Regions from separate parts of the Mus musculus genome. Here region 1 is linked to region 2. The links are chromatin contacts, called in public ChIA-PET maps. All regions are on one chromosome and are shown on one strand. The core of a region is the stretch at or near the end of the contact, and the rest is flanking DNA. Distances in the headings are between cores, read along the strand shown.

What was found. ChIA-PET counts read pairs in DNA pulled down with a chosen protein or histone mark.
Region 1: an RNA polymerase II ChIA-PET map of memory CD8 T cells shows a contact between it and region 2, with 69 read pairs. The contact joins the enhancer-like site here to the promoter of Eif4a3 in region 2. A contact is called at or near these places in 2 of 39 promoter capture datasets (cranial neural crest and liver) and 3 of 115 datasets of contacts at active chromatin or transcription factors (effector CD8 T cells, memory CD8 T cells and pancreatic cancer cells).

What each region holds. Positions count from the first base shown.
Region 1 is chr11:119,669,092-119,672,647 of GRCm38.p6, reverse strand. It overlaps Rptor (regulatory associated protein of MTOR, complex 1), which reads right to left. Exons shown (of 34, transcript NM_028898.3): 3 at 1,288-1,370. Among named protein-coding and RNA genes, the nearest start is that of Rptor, 68 kb to the right of the region's middle. Within about 2 kb of position 1,432, at least 80 of the 459 cell types and tissues checked have an H3K27ac peak or open chromatin away from gene starts, as enhancers often do. A contact at or near this core is called in effector CD8 T cells and memory CD8 T cells, where this site is marked.
Region 2 is chr11:119,298,752-119,302,611 of GRCm38.p6, reverse strand. It overlaps Eif4a3 (eukaryotic translation initiation factor 4A3), which reads left to right and starts at 2,569. Exons shown (of 12, transcript NM_138669.1): 1 at 2,569-2,784. The coding sequence starts at 2,616.

The sequences.
Region 1 (3,556 bases), core at 183-2,682, 370 kb before region 2:
CTCTCCATGCATATCACAGAAGCAAGAAATGTCACTCCACACATGCTCCCTCCAGTGCTAGCCCACCAGCTGACACACTGGGCACCTGCAAAAACTTCAAAGAAGATATTCTTTCTTTGGAACACCAGCATCTTCAACTACTAATACACTCAGTAACTCTCCAATCCCCACCCAACTGCCAAATGCACTACACTCTCTGGAATTTTCTTGTAAACCCCAAAAATAACAGATTTCAAAGGCAAAGCTTTACAACAAGTGTCAAAACAACCCTGAGGACCTGCCTTCAAAAGAAAAGCCCAAATGTAAAGCACAAAGACCCAAGAAATCTCCCCCAACACTTAAGACACCTCACAGGCAAACACTACAGCATAAACTACCAAGAGCACTGCTCAAGCCCACAGCAGGTGTCTGATTCATGGCTATTCTCTTACTTGAAGAATGCAAATAATGTACGAGAGACTCCTGGATGGACTTGATAGGGGATAAACGGTTCACAAGTCAGCCTCCTGGGTAGGCAAGAGTTAAGTGGTGAGGGTCTAAGAATCCTTTGCTTCCCTTCTACTTATAGCATAAGGGGGGGAGGGGGGGTCAAACAAAGTCACAGGCACACAGCCGGGGTCACCTGCTTGCTCACCCTGCCTGACTTCACACAAGGGTGAACACTCAGGCATTTATTTCAACACCTCAAAATTCTAATTTCCCATTAAATTTACTAAATCACCAAAGCAGTTAGTGAGGAAGGTAAAGGAACATGGGCTTCAGGTCACTCGTGGACAGTGTGACGGTGAAAACCATCCCACACTGCTCCTGGACAGTGTGACCTTAAACCCCACACTGCAAAAACTCTGAGAGACAAGCAACAAAGGCACATAGTCTAAGAGGAACCTCACCTTCTGTATGAAAGCTGAACTCACAATAGGTGTCTCCCTTTTGAATGCTGGGCGCTCTTTCCCCACATGTGAACGCTTACGGCAGAAAAGCTCTATCTAGCAGATGCTGTAGAAAATTTATTGAAAATTCATTTTCTATGCAAAATTAAAACCTTGATTTAAGAGTACCATAAAGAACACCTTTTCTAAAAGTTTGGGGAAAGTTACACCAAATAACCAGAACCCTGGATGCAGCACGCAAGCTCCACTGACTGCACTGGAAAGGCTGACAGTGACAGTGACAGAGGCCTGGAGGAGCAGGCTCTTACTGGATGATCTGAGATGAAGCCAGACTGCTCTCTCAAGTTCAAACCACACAACCCATGACTGAAAGGAAGGGCAAATGGAGAAGGCTTACCCTTGGCTGCCAGTTCTCATACTGCTTCTGTAGGTTTGCACCGATGGTTTCCAGAGCTTTCTGAGGGCCCATAGACAGAGGATCTGTAGAGGCAACAAAGAGAAGCTCAGTAACCACACACGCTCTCCGCTGGGGAAGTCCCCTTTGACAAGATACACACCCAGATACGCCTGTTTTATCTGTGCTTAACCAGAAGCAGACCTGATACCACGGCCCAGGAAGGCTGCTCCTGCTTGCGCACTAAAAGGCAGCAGGGCAACCACTTCCCACTATGCGGCACCGGCCATCTTTCCTGCTCTTCACTTCTGCTGCTGTTCAGACTGTCAGAAAGGCCTGGCTATGCTACTACCATATTAAAACTGCAACCCTCCTTGTGCAGAGATGGCTGTGAAGGAGGGAGGGAGGGAGGGAGGGAGGGAGGGAGGGAGGGAAAGAGGGAGGGCAGCAGGGAGGGACAGAGGGACGGAGGGACTGATAGAGGGAAGGACCAAGAGCAACACTCAATCATTTTCACCTCGATTGTAATGTTACTACACACACAAGAAAAATGGCTGGCACAACACACAAAGACACCCTTAGAGTGCTGCTTAGTCATCAAATAGCTTCTATGCTAACAACACTCAGACTGCAGTTCTCACACCTATCTGTGTCAGGACCCCTTGCCAGTCTTTAAACATCTGATGACCCCACAGAGCTTTTGTCTATTGATATATACAACATTAGAATATGAGAGTCTGGCAAGAGGATCACAAGTTCAAGGCCAGTCTGTACTACATAGAGAGTGAGCAAGTAAGGGAGAAAAGGAGTGTTTATAGGAAAAATTATTTCGCCTTTATTTATTCATTTAAATATAACAAGCTAGAGCTGGGAAGATGGCTTACAGTCAAGTGCATGTGTTGTTCTGCTACAGAAGCTTTGTCCAATTCCTAGCACCCTCACCACAACTCACAACCGCCAGAGCTGCAGTTCTAGGGGACCCAGTGCCTGTTCTGACCTCCAGCAACAGACATGCATGCACAGACATACATCTGAGTGAAACACTCAATGTATATAAAGTAATTATTTAAACTAAATATGATAAACCCACTATGTCTAAACATGAAAATTATGATCTCTCCAAAAGCTTAGTGAGAGCAAGCTAAAGATGTAGCTCAGTTGGTAGAGTGCCTCGCCCAGCATGCATGCAGCCCTGGGTTCCATCGTCAACGCTACAGCAAAACCAGGCATGTGCAAGCCAGCCCCAATTACATGTTGTCCTTTATAAGGGAGGGAGACAGGGAGGGAGGGAGGAAGGGAGGGAGAAAGGGAGGGAGGGGGAACCAGGCACATCGGTATATTCCTGAAATCCCAGCAGTCAGGAGGCAGAGGCGGGAGGACCAGAAGTTCAAGGCCATCCTCATCTATACAGAGTTTAGTGAGAAGAACGTGACTGTCTCCAGCGTGTGACTTAACACACGGCAGCAGGACTCTGCCTGGGGCTGTGTCCCCTCACCCCATCCTCTGACGTCTGTGGATGCAGTTGATGCACACAAAGTGGCAGCACTCACTCACACTCACTCACACTCACTCACTCACAGTAGGGAGAGGAGGCTTTAAGCAGGAACTTAGTTGCCATGGCTCTTCTTGCTGCTATGACATCTCTTTGCCATTACTTGCTATGTGGTGTCTGCAGCACAGCAATGAAGAGCTGGCCTGGTAGCACCCAAGATGGGTCTTTTCCCCAAAGGTGGCTTTGTGCCCCGAGGCACTGACTGCAGAAGTTTGTTTTTAGCGCTTCCAGACACCTTCCCAGGGAACCTTTGGATTGACGAATGAAAGACAGACAGACAGACAGACAGACACACACACACACACACACACACACACACACACACACAGTAGCTTATGTTTAATATATCATCTAGCTCAATGGCTCAGCACTTCTAACCCTCTGCCTGCTACCCTAGGTACCATCGGGGAAGTGGCCACTTACCCAACATCTTAAATGGCTGGTTGGCTTTATCTCCTTCAGCTCGTAAATCCATCCATATCTCACTGCTTCACAGTGATTTCTCCATCTCCTCCCCGGGCAACTCTCAGGGTCCCACCCTATCTCCCTTTGCCCAGCCATTGGTCCCTGGTATCTTTACTGACTGATCAAAAATCAACTGGGGACAAGAACCTTTAGGGTCTGGTCACTCAGATTCCTGATTGAATCAAAGCATAGGCCCTTTAGAAAACATTAGCTCTCCTGAGTGATAAAAATCACATTTCATTCCCTGATATTTAA
Region 2 (3,860 bases), core at 1,320-3,819:
CAAATACAAGTCCCCAAATACAAGTGGGTAGGCAATATGATACCAATGGGAAAGGGTCCTGAGACCAAATGTAATGGTGTCAAAATGACAAATGTTATCTTTGTCACTGGGGGCTTCTTCCCTTGAGAGGCCAAGGTGTCCAGGGCTAAAGAGCCCAGGTCCTAGTAAGCAGGATAAAGCCACTGGAATATAAACTCAGAGTTGGACCAATTGTTCCCTTGCTGAAAATGTAGACTGAGCCCAGTCTTTCCATCAGTAAAATTGGTAAGGTGAGACATATGTTAGCATCCTCTGCTTCTAATGGTGATAGAGATTTATAAGAATCAAATTATCTGGGTGTTGTGCTATATACATCTTTGATCCCAGTACTCAGGAGGCAGAGGCAGGCAGATCTGAGTTCAAGGCTACCTGGGTCTATAAAGTGAGTTCCAAGACAGCCAGAGTCCTTACACAGAGAAACCCTGTCTCAAAACAAAACAAAACAAAATCTGTCAGCTTAAGCGCTGGAGTTGTAGATTGTCAAACAGGGCTGTCAGTTGCATGATGAGTGCATGTGTGTGGACCAGATGCATACAGGTGGTTTTGGAAGTCAGAAGTGGGCATCAGGTCCCCTGGAACTGGTTAAGTTATATGAAAGCCGTGCTGGGAACTGAATCTGCGTCCGCAAGAGCCGCAAGTGCACTTAACCGCTGAGCCATCCTTCTAGCCCTTACTGTGGTTTGTTTTGATAAAGACGGTGTCTTTACCTAGGCCATTCTGGCCTCAATCTCTGGGCACTCCTGCCTCCACCACCCAAGTGCTGGGGTCACAGGGTATATACACACCACCTTAGTCTTGACTGTTGCTTTTACGTGGATATTTATGCATAAAATACAATGTAACCAAGTCGACCAGATACTTTTAACAAGGCAAGTGACAAAGGCATACTGTTCATAACTGATAGATTACAGCTGCTTACTGATTTACAGAAAACCAAGGTCTTCAAATCACTTGGGTACTCTAAGAAATTACAGCAAGGTGGGAAGACAGCTTGTGTTAAGGGATGACCCCAGTGAGTTTGATCCTGGAATTCACTAAAGGTGGGAGAAAAGAACACACTCTCCACATTTGTCCCCCGACCTCTGCATCTGCATCTGTAGCACGGGTCTGCCCCCTCACACATACCATAGGAACATACACAAATATACGCAGACACAATAGGCAAAGATATGTGAGCAGAGTGGCCCAATAGGAACACAATAAAGCCCTTTTTAGTTGTTACATCTGATGAAGTAACAAACAGTGCAATTAAGCTGCATTTTAAACAGTATCCCCAAACTATAATTAGACTCATTTCAACAGGCAGTATGAAATGGAGACTTTCCATTCTTTTCTTAGGAGGTCATTAAAATCCACGTGTACTTTACAGCAGAGATTGCAAAACCACCCTTAAAGTCAGGCTTGCCAAACTGCATGAGCACCAGGAATAAATCCTTGTGGAGTGAGAAGGCAAGAGAACTTGGAACTCAGTTGTTTAGTCCCAGAAGGGTGGCCAGCTCTGTGTCTTCAATCGTTTACCTGGTCTGGACAAATCCTGATACCAGAGCAAGAGCAGAGCTCTCTAGGGAAGGAGGTGATAACTTGTTTTATTTATTTATTTATTTATTTATTTATTTTTGGGCGGACATACTGCAACCCACAACTTCTCCATGAAAAGATAATCTGGTTATAACGAAACATATCTACACAAAATGAGGTTTCTTATAGTAGCTTTAAAAGATTTGTGTTAGTGTGTGTTTGTGTGAGTGTGGCCCCCACAGAGGCCAGAAGTACTGGATCGCTTGGAGCTGGGGAAGACAGGCTGTTGTGAGTCACACGGTCTAAGCGCTGGAGCATAACAAGGTTCCCTGGAAGAGGAGTAACGGCTCTTAACGATTTAGTCATCTTTCCTCAAAAGCAGAAAAAAGGAAAGAGGCCAAGTGCAAATGAATGTTTGCTAGAACTCGGGGTACGGCTCGATCCACCCTCAGAAACAAACAAAACAGACAGACAGACGTGCCCCAGTAAGGAGCAAAGCCCTTGTGGAGCCTACGTTGAAAATCAGGATTCTTCAGAGTGACTGGGGTCAGCGGCTCTGAAGGATTCTCAGATGTGATGGCAGCTTAGGCGGCCCCTGCTCTCCCCTCGGTCCCCACTGATTTCCCCAGCCACCCCGGGCGAGCAGCTTGATTCTCCCGCCGCTTAGCGCTGCGGTTGCCATGGCAACGCAGTCAGCTGCGAAGGAGCGCGGAGCCCATCGGGCGGTGCCATCTTCCCTTGCCCCGTACCCTCGGGGACACCCTGGCGTCCGTCTTGCTCCTCCCAGAGACCCACATCCCTATCCCGAGCCGGCTGCGGACATCCAAGGAGCCGAGAGTACGGAGAGCCGCAGGCGCTTAGCGACGGCAAGCCCAGCCTCTCGCCGAATCCCGCGGAGCGCGGAATATCGCGAGACCTGGAGCGCCGTGCCTTCCGCCCCTCTTGACGCTCTTCCGCGGCGCTGCGGCGCGTCACTTCCTCCCGACCGGGCCGGCGGCGCGCGCCTTACATCCGGTTCCCGCCGCGGCTTGCAGTTGTCTTTCTGCGGAATCCGGATCATGGCGGCTAACGCCACGATGGCGACGTCTGGCTCGGCGCGGAAGCGGCTGCTCAAAGAGGAGGACATGACCAAAGTGGAGTTCGAGACGAGCGAGGAGGTGGACGTGACCCCCACGTTCGACACCATGGGCCTGCGAGAGGACCTGCTGCGCGGCATCTACGCCTACGGTGGGGCGCGGGCCTCGAGGCGGGGGAGGTTGGGGGCCGGGCCCCGGTAGGACGGGGTTAGGCCCGGCGGCGACGAGCGGCTCCGCCCCAGAGCTCCGGCCTGCTCCCCCGGGGCTGCAGTCAGCCAGGCTCTTCAGTGGCTCGTGTAGCGAGCGGATCGCCATGTGTGTCCCCCGAGGTGCCCCGAGCTTTGATGGGGAAGTCGCGGCTCTAAGTCTGGTGGGTTCTCGCCTTAGGGAGTTTAAAGCTTTCTAGGGAGGCGAAAAACACGAAGCCAAAGTGCTTCAGGCGGTGGGAATTGGGAAAACAAGAGAATGAGCAGCTGGGTAGAGTAGGTAGATTGGTAGGGGACAGTTAAAAGAGCCGAGAGAGAGCTCCCAGAGGCGTTCATAATCACCAGGGTGACCCTGGCTTCTCGAAGCCATGGCCAGACCTGTGCCAGGAACAGAAAAAGAACCCCCTGTCATGTTTTAAACGCCTGGGTAAAGATTTTGAGATTCATTCCTAAATACCGCTGGAAGCCACTGCAGGGCTCTAAGCAAAATTGACAGGATCGGGCTTACAGTTTGAAAGTTTATCTTGGTGTCTGGATTTGGAGTTAGAAGAGGAGGCGGGGGTGATGGCCGGACTGTAGAAGAGAGATGCTGATGTTGTCGTTGAGTTGGAGCTGGATTTTTTTTTTTTTTTTTTTTTTTTGAGTGAATGGTCGGTCATGCTGCTGGTGTGTGTTTAGGAGCATTTAAGGGAGGCCAAATGAGCTTTGTCTTTTTGTTTCTGTCCTTTTCTTTTTTCCTTTTTTTTTTTGAGACTTTCTCTTTGGAGCCCTGGCCGTCCTGGAATTCTTTGTAGACCAGGCTGGCCTCAAACTCAGAGATTCCCTGCCTCTGCCTCCCAGATGGTGGGGTTAAAGGTGTGCCACACCAAGCCAGGATTGTTGTTGTTGTTGTTGTTTTGAGGTAGGGTCTCTACCTAGCCCTAGCTGCCCTGGAACTCACTAGACCAGGAAGATTGGTCCCTCCCATTTTTAATGATACCCAGCTTGGGTTTTCGGTAATCCCAGATGTAGGCAAGTTGGC